2 separate regions of the Mus musculus genome follow, and region 2 is linked to region 1. The links are chromatin contacts, called in public HiChIP or PLAC-seq maps. All regions are on one chromosome and are shown on one strand. The core of a region is the stretch at or near the end of the contact, and the rest is flanking DNA. Distances in the headings are between cores, read along the strand shown. Region 1 overlaps Ccdc102a (coiled-coil domain containing 102A). Region 2 overlaps Cngb1 (cyclic nucleotide gated channel beta 1).

What was found. HiChIP or PLAC-seq counts read pairs in DNA pulled down with a chosen protein or histone mark.
Region 2: an H3K27ac HiChIP or PLAC-seq map of large pre-B cells shows a contact between it and region 1, with 5 times the contacts expected there. The contact joins two enhancer-like sites. A contact is called at or near these places in 2 of 39 promoter capture datasets (HPC-7-derived erythroid cells and hematopoietic stem and progenitor cells), 4 of 115 datasets of contacts at active chromatin or transcription factors (embryonic stem cells, large pre-B cells and memory CD8 T cells) and 1 of 9 other capture datasets (adipose tissue).

What each region holds. Positions count from the first base shown.
Region 1 is chr8:94,899,434-94,903,810 of GRCm38.p6, forward strand. Ccdc102a (coiled-coil domain containing 102A) reads right to left here. Exons shown (of 9, transcript NM_001033533.3): 9 at 3,436-3,958. The coding sequence ends at 3,829. Among named protein-coding and RNA genes, the nearest start is that of Ccdc102a, 16 kb to the right of the region's middle. Within about 2 kb of position 1,753, at least 55 of the 459 cell types and tissues checked have an H3K27ac peak or open chromatin away from gene starts, as enhancers often do.
Region 2 is chr8:95,243,107-95,247,483 of GRCm38.p6, forward strand. The region is part of intron 31 of Cngb1 (cyclic nucleotide gated channel beta 1); the gene reads right to left. Among named protein-coding and RNA genes, the nearest start is that of Gm31277, 44 kb to the left of the region's middle. Within about 2 kb of position 2,260, at least 67 of the 459 cell types and tissues checked have an H3K27ac peak or open chromatin away from gene starts, as enhancers often do.

The sequences.
Region 1 (4,377 bases), core at 503-3,002:
GCTGAGCTGCAGCTGGCTCCTGGGCGCTACCTCTACCTCTGCCTCCAGGCTCCACCCCGTGCTTCAGAACGATTGGCTGGAATGGCTGTCTGTCAGCCTCCCAGGTAGGCTAGGCACTAGGCTCTTGGATGGCTGTGCAGAACAGTGGAGGAAGGCGGAAAGAACGAGGGCAGTGGTCTCATAAGAGGTAGGCTTGGCCAGCCCATGGGTGTGTTCCCCTTTGTACAGAGAAACTGCGAGAAGACACATAGCCAGTGGAAGTATGGGATGGGCCATACATATGTCATGCAAATCTGGGGGTATTCCAGTGAGAATGCCTAATAAAGTTTTAGCTGAAGAGCAAGGGCAGACTCTGGGGTTCCACACACAATGCAGATGGATGAACCAGACCTAGGATGCAAGCTCAGCCTGTCTAAGAATGCCAAGGCCTTGGATGAGGGGTGTTGAGGGTCTGGGTAGCTGCTGCACAGAGTCCCTGGGCTGCCTGTTCTCTCCAGCAGATACCGCCCCCCTCCAACAAAACAAAACAAAACAAAAACAAAAACCAAGTAGCCGTGGTGGGCCAGATTCTGGCTTCAGCTTTCTATTACTTAGTCCCCCATTCTCCCCCACCCCACCCCACCTCCACCACTACATTTTTCAAGATAGGGTCTCACTATGTAGCTCTGGCTATCCTGGAATTCGCTGTGTCAAGCAGGCTTGCTTTGAACTCATAGGTCTGCCTCCCTCTAGGAATAAATGCTTGCAACCCTACACTCAGTTTATCCTTCATTTCTTATCCCTATGTCCTTCCTTCCTCCCATCATCCCAGGACACTGTGGTTGGTGGGGTGCGGTGAGGGTACCAGACAAAACCACCATTCGCACTAAGAGAGAAACAGGGAGACTGAGGCTGTGAAGGGCTGTTGGGGGACAGTAATTCTGGGTGGTGTTGGGGATTCAGCCTGGCAAGAACTAGGTAAGACCGCAGGCTCCTTATCCTGATGGGTAGCCTGGGCAGACTCTGCACTGAGACTGCCCAAATCAGGATGAGACCGTGGCTACTCAGCTGTGTGGTTGCGGTTGCTCCCCCTGAGCCCCTGGATTCCAGCATAAATGGGACAGGGATAGTGGTATACCTGTCTCACTGGCTGGTAGAGAAGCCTGGGGAAAGCTGCCTGTAAAACTTTTGGCCGTCACCCTTCCAGCAACCTAAGTGACAAGTGTTCTTGGCATGGCTGCACCTCACACTGGCTGCCTTCTGGCTCCCCCCTTGTAATGTTCAATAGGTACCCTGCCCTCAAATGGCCTCCCTAAGAGATAAGGCTGCAGGAGCTGGTGGGGTCTGAGGCACAGAAACGCCTCTTACCTCCTGAGAGCAGCTGTAGTAGCCACATGGGAGCAGGGGACGGTGTGGTCAAAGGTGCTGACGGCTCAGGAGAGGGAAACCCACATTTGGATGGGCAGACTTCCCATGACTAATATTAGCAGCACATTAAAGATTTTCCTTAAGGCACCATGTGAGCCAAGGCTAATGCTTCGGTGCGCCATGACCCCTGGATGACTTTCACTTTAAGTAGCAGTGACCCATGAAAGGCCGTGAGCAGCGCCCAGCCCCCACCCCCACCACCCCCATCCCACCATTCCCCAAGCCTTGCTCCGGAGGCTTCCCTTTCCCAGACCAGATCCTCTGTGCACCAACACTTCTCCGAGAGCAGCCTGGTGGAGAGATATAGACACCGTGAGGAGGCCCCTGCTCCACACTATCTCTCTGGAGGTGCCAGGGAGTCTGGGGGAGCCAGGCTCTGCTCTGTGTCTGGGAATGGCAGCTGTCAGTGAGGGCCTGGCTTCTAGCTCCTGGGGGGTCAAAGGGCAGCACTCTCAGTCTTTTCTTGGCCTATTTCCTGTTTGAGAGAGGAAGAAGAAACCTCCCTGGCAGGAGAGGGTCCTTTCCTGCTGGGCTGCCTCCTGAGGACTGATTTCCGGCACAGGGTGGGGGTGGGGACGGCCTCTTTTTTTCCTTTCCTCCTTCACCTGCGAGCCCAGGAGGGGCCTGGAGCCTCTGACACCCCACCAACACCATCAGCTAAGCCTGAGGATGAAGCTGGGCTCTGGCTCCCTGCTGGGCCCCTTAGCACCTTAGTCCCCAGGGCTCAAGGCACCTTCCTAACCAGATGACACAGTGTAGCCTCCAGGGACCTTCCTAACCAGATGACACAGAGATAAAGTCTTTATGGCAGCTCTCCATTCCGAACAGTGAACCCTTTCCTGAACTCAGTTTAACTTCTCTTTGTGCATGGCCTGAGCTTCTTTGACAACCCCCCTCCCCGCCCCCCAATACAGGAAGCTACCACCTGCCTGTTGGAGCAATCCTCACATCTCCAGAGCCTATCAGGAGAGCAAGATTCCTGAATTCCCCTTGACTTTAGAAAAACAAAACAAAATTGGGGGTGAGTAGTGGAGGTGGATTCAAGACAGGGTTTTCTGTATAACCCTGGCTGCCCTGTAGAGCAGGCTGGCCCATGAACTCAAGAGATCTGCCTGCCTCTGCCTCCAGAGTACTGGGATTAAAGGCATGCGCCACCACTGCCTGGCTAACTTTAATAAATTTAAGTGTCTGCTGCTGTGTCTCCAGTCGCCCATCTCCTTCAAATTCTATATAAATCTGCTAATTAGGTTTGGGAAATTAGATGTCCAAACTGTAAGTACAGCCTGGCTGTGGTGGGGCATGCCTGTAATCCTGTTACTTGGAGACCGAGGGAGGAGGACTGAGTTCAAGGCCAGTCTGCCATTCAGGTTCAGGCTAGCCCAGCGCTACAAAAGACCCTATCTCAAATAAACAACCAAAGAAGAGAATTTCACATCTCCTGTGAGTGAATTTCCACCAGGTTCCTAATCCTGCTGCAATCAGCTCCCCACCCTGCTGGCAAATCCTCCTGCCCATGGTAGGCCTCCAGGGAGAGTAACAAAGTTTTGCATTTACAAAATCGATGATTATTATTATTACTAGTGTGTGTGCACCTGTGGAGGACAGAGGCCTTTACACGGAGTTCATTCTCTCGGTCCACCTTAACTCGGGCTCTGAGGATCAAACCCAGGTTGTCGGGCTTGCATTCCAAGTGTTTTTACCCAGTGAGCTACAGAACACTAACTTCCAGATGGGAAACCTGAGGCTCAGAGAAGGTGAGGGATGTCCCTGCGGTTGCACAGTCAGTCAAAGGTAGAGCAGAGATTTGAACCTACGGACTGAAGTCTCTTCCTATCCAGATAAGAAGGGTACCACATTTCCTTGTTTCCGGACAGACTGGACACCAGACCCCTCAGCTGAACTGGTACTCAGTCATTCCCTCAACCATCTTGGACTCTGGTTCAATGTTAGGTGCAGGATGATGCTCACCCCCACCCCACCCCCACCCCTGCCTCCTTCCCCAGTCTCCTACACTTTCAGAACTCTGCCTTGAGAGCTTCAAGTCCATTTATTACAAAAGTCTGAGTTCATGTTCATGGTATCTTACTATGAATAGCCCCTTCCAGACCACCAAGCCTCCCTCACCATGTTCCATCTCTGCACGAAGTCTTGTGCAGGTGGGGTCTTAAGATCTGGGTGCTGGGCTGTCAGTTGGGTCCAAGCAACCCTGGGCATATATACAATATACATATCCAACAGGCTCCCCCTTCACAGGGGTGTGATAGGTGAAACTCCCGCTTTCCTGGGAGAGAAGGAAGTGGTTTGAAGCAGGGGGGTGGAACCCAAGTGCGTACAGACAGCGAAAGATGGCTGTCAGGGTTTGAGAGGATGCTCCGCTGGGCATCTGTGCTTTGGGGTCGGTCCTCTTCCACCCTGGATGTCCTAGGCCACCTGGATTTGCAGGTCCTCATCCTCATCCAGGTCGCTGGCTCCGTCTCCGGCTTCCTCGGTGCCAAATCGGGTACTACGAATCTTCCCAAAAAGGGGTGCGTTTTGCTGCTGCCTGCGGAGCCTGAGGGGGTGGGGTGGGGTGACAGGTCAGAACAGGAATCATAGTGCTTCTGAGCTGCAATGTACTCTGAGGTACCCGTGCTCAGATGGGGAAACACTATGGTCAGTCACCTCAATTTACGTACGAGGAGCATGAGGGAGTTAAATGACTTTCCCAGTGTCGCTCAGACAGGAGTCAGTGGGGATTGGGCTCTGAGCTACAGTCCCAGTTCTGGTGTAGACTGCAGACTCAGAACTGACTGAGATGGGTCTGATTCCTCATACGGATGCGAGATATCAAGAAATAGAGCGCTGAGCACACTACGTTCTAGTGTCTGCTCAGACAGACCTTGCCCGTTTGAGGAGGGGCGGGGGGGGGGGGTGGAGGAAACACACTGCCTCCAATAAGGCAGTAGCTCCGAGCATCTTACTGGAAGGCAT
Region 2 (4,377 bases), core at 1,010-3,509, 340 kb after region 1:
TATCAACGTGTGATGAACAGCTTGGCTCAAGAACAATTGAATTTTGCCTGCAGTCTAGTGGGTGAGACTGCTAATTGGCAAATTCATTCATCAGGGTGCCAGCTCAGTGTGTTTGGTTTTTGTTTTTAAATGAGGCTGCTGCCGGCTGCTTAGCAAATCAGAGCCAATGGGCTTAAACTGCGTGCGGTGATATTAATCGCCTGAGATTTGCATTTCTCCCTGGCTTTCCCCAGGAGACACAAGCGTGATCATCCATCAGAAGGCTTGGAAGCCGGCTCGCCAGCAGCCCAAGCGCTGTCACCTCTGTCATGTGAGTCCATAATTCACACATGACAGGCAGCAGGGAGGCTCCGTGTTGTGCTGGAGTGACAAAGAGCAATGGAGGGGACAGCTGCTGGCTGCTCAGCTTTGAGTCATGGCTGGCAGACCTGTCTACATGAATGGAATTCTCCATGATCCAGGCAGGCCTCTGCTCTGGAAAGTACATGAAGCAGGAGAGTGGGGACTAGAATATACAAATGAGAAAAGCCCATTCACAAGGATGTGTCATTGGGAGTAATACTTTGAAGAGGATCTGGGATTTCAATCTATCTGGCTGGCTGCCTCCCTCTCCTCTCTCTTTCTCTCTCTCTCTCTCTCTCTCTCTCTCTCTCTCTCTCTCTCTTTCCTTCTCCCTCTCCCTCCCTCCCCCTCTCAGTATATTGTGTACATATTTATCTATACATTTGTATATACATGTATGTGTACATGTATGTATGTATGCATATGTGTGCATGTATGTGTCAGGCAACCATGGAATGAAACCTTTGAAACCAAGAGCCCAAACAAACTTTCCCTCCTTTTGCACTGATCTGCTCAGGGGAAGGGTATCACCTTGTTCGACACCAGCTACAGCACACACTAGGACCCAGTCTATGGCCACCCTGTGCAAGTCTGTGGTGATCACAAGGGTCTGCTATTAGAATCTGAGCCAGACTGCTGCTCAGACCACGCCCACCTGCAGCGGCCTCCTTTCTTTTGGAAAGGAAACAGCAAACCCTTTACCCAGGGCCTGCTTGTGAATCTTTAGGCTCCTAACTGACTCCCCGATGCCTGGATTCCAGGAGAATCCTCATGTCCCTCCTCATTTCCCCAAAAGGCTCAGGTAAAGAGCTCCTGCCATGCTGCTGTCTGTCTGTCCATCCATAGTATTAATAATTCTCCTAATAAATCTTTCTTAAAAGGATCATCAGCCTCCGTGACCCCAGGCTGGAACCCGTCTACCAGTGAGCACCGATCTCCAAGTGTTAGCAAGAGGAAATCTGCAAACACAGGCCTGGGCTGGATGAGGAGGGAGGGTGTCTCTGTGCTCAGGAGAAAGACATAGGACACACAGGTCTTCAAGGCGGGTCTCTGCTATATAGGGAGTAAATTACAAGATAGCCTGAGGCTATGAGATCACACACACACACACACACACACACACACACACACACACACACACAGAGGCACACACACGGACTATTACATTTTTCTTTCTTTCTTTCTTTTTTTTTCCCCCTTTTTTTCGAGACAGGGTTTCTCTGTGTAGCTCTGGCTGTCCTAGAACTCACTCTGTAGACCAGGCTGGCCTCGAACTCAGAAATCCACCTGCCTCTGTCTCCCGAGTGCTGGGATTAAAGGCGGCTGGACTATTACATTTTTAACATGGATGGTGTTGTCTTACTGTGTTTTGTCTTGTTTTGTTTTGAGACTGGGTTTTACTAGGTTATTCTGGCTGTCCTGAACCTCAATAAATAGACCTGGGTAGTCTTGAACTCATAGAGATACACCTCTACCTTACCCAGTGCTGGGTGTGCCACCATGCCTGGCTTGGACTAGCTTACTTAATCTTCACAACAGACAAAGTAGGAGATGGTTACTTCTATTTTATAGATGCAGAAACTAACCCTAGAAAAGTCAAGTAAATTTTGCAAATTCACCCAGCCAGTATATCACAAAGAAGGGATTTGGGTGTCACCAGCCACCCCACACCTCCCGAGCCTCTCAATACCATAGCATGCTGCTCTGTTTGAAATCTCATCTGAAGGACTAGAAAGCAGAAATCTGCTCTTCTAAAAACAAAATAACTTACTGCTCAATACAAAATCCAAACACACATGCACGCGCGCACACACACACACACACACACACACACACACACACACACACCTGCATTGCTATTCATAGTTGTAAAGCATTGGCACTATGCCAAGTGCTCACTGTGGGGGAAGGAAGGGGAGGAGAGGGGAGGGAAGGCTGTCTGTGACTGCAGCTGACAATAAGCTATCATCCACAAAACCGGAAGTAAGAACACAGCCAAGGGCCTGCCTGTTTTTGAAAAGAGGAAAACACAAGATGGAAAACATGGGAGTCAAGGAGCCTAGGCAGACCAGGTGGCACAGGCCTGTGAGCCCTGCTCCTTAGGAGGCTGAGGCAGATGGAGACGGAGATGGTGGTGCTCACCTGGACTACAACAGGAATGGCAGCCTGGCCAATGGAGCAGGATCCTGCCCCAAATACAAATCAAATATGACAAACTTAAAAGCTTGAGGCTAGGCTCCGTGATAGAGCATCCACCTAGTGTGTGCAAGACGCTGGGTACTAAAGAAAGAAAACAAAAATATCCCCAAACCTAATGTATTTAGCTCCTTATAGGGGCAGATGACAGGCGAAGGAGGACTTGTGACACTTTCCTGAGCATACAGTTTTGTGCTTCAGGAGTACTGTTAACATTTTATATTCTCAAAAATTAAAACAAATCAACAACAACAAAAACAGCAACAACAAAAACCCAATCTTGCTAGCCGTGGCAGAACACACCTGAGATTGCCCTCAAGAAGCTGAGACCGGAAGTTCACTAAGCTAAGCATAGTGGCGCATGCCTCTAATTCCAGCCCTGGAGAGGCAAGTAACTCTGAATTCCAGACCAGGTAGGGCTACACAGTGAGACTCTGTCACAAAAACATCAACATCAACTATAGTCAGATGGGTAGAGCCTTAAACAGAAGGCAAGCCCAGCAAATAAACCTAGCATATTACATGAGAGCTAGTCAAATGTTTCTGTTTTCTTATGCTGTCTCCTGGACCCTCTTCTCCTGTTTGAATTCCCAATTATTCCCTGACTGGTCAATATAGAACTGATCAGCCAATGATTGAATGGGGGAGAGAATAAGCCAGGGGAGGGGGAGGGAGAGAGAGGACACAGGGCACAATAACATTGTGCCTACATCCCTATCCGGTCCCATGCTGGAGTTCCAGTCCAGAGTCCCAGGCCCAAGAGGCAAGTCTTTGTTGCTGAGCCACACTCCAGCCCTCAACTCACATAACTTCAATATTTTACCATAGATATTTACCATAGATATTCGAGCCAAAGGCAAAAGTAACTTTTATCTACTCTGCTTGAAAGTCTTGCCTTCTCACAGTGGATGGGTTAAAAATTCTGAAACATTGTATCATTGGACAAATGAATAAATAACTCAGAAGACAGCCAAGTGCCTTTGGTGTCAGGAAAGGGGTTTAGAAGTGTAGAAAGAGGGCTGGAGAGATGGCTCAGCGGTTAAGAGCACTGACTGCTCTTCCAGAGGTCCTGAGTTCAATTCCCAGTCAACCACATGGTGGTTCACAACCATCTGTAATGGGATCTGATGACATCTTCTGGTGTGTCTGAAGACAGCTACAGTGTACTCAAATATATATATGTATATAATTTATATAAGAATTAAATAAAAAAAATAAAGAAATGAGAGTCACTCCCAGGAGCCCATTATATAAAAAAAAAAAAGTGTAGAAAGACAGATGATTAGAACCAACTCTAGAGTTGCTCTGAAATTGTCTTGTCGATCTACCAATTCATCACTATCTACGGAAAAATCAATATTGACATGTGTGTGCTTATAAATCTGAAATATTCACATGTATATATTGATATACACTTAACCGGATTCACGAGGAAACCTGGTAGCAATAAGTACTCCTTAGGTTCAGATCTTGTTTCCATTTTATTTTTACCTCATTATTTTAAGAAATATAGCCCTGGCTGGCATGGAACTTGCACCACAGACATGGCTGGTCTTGAATTTGCAGCAATCCTCCTGCCTCTGCCTCTGCAATTATAGGCATGAAACACCACACCAGTTTCTAAAAACTACTGGTGGGCTGGACCTAGACAGAAGCACACATGCCTAGCACGGGTAAGGCCCTGGGCTCCATCCCCAACCCATCTCCCACAGAACTCCTCCAGATATTTCCCACCAGAAGAAATTTGGTTCCTTGAATAAACTGCCCTTTCTAGGAAAGCAGTGGCGTGGGCGGTGGGGGAGCCCAAGATGAGCCGGGCTGTCTTGGGGTGCCTATTTC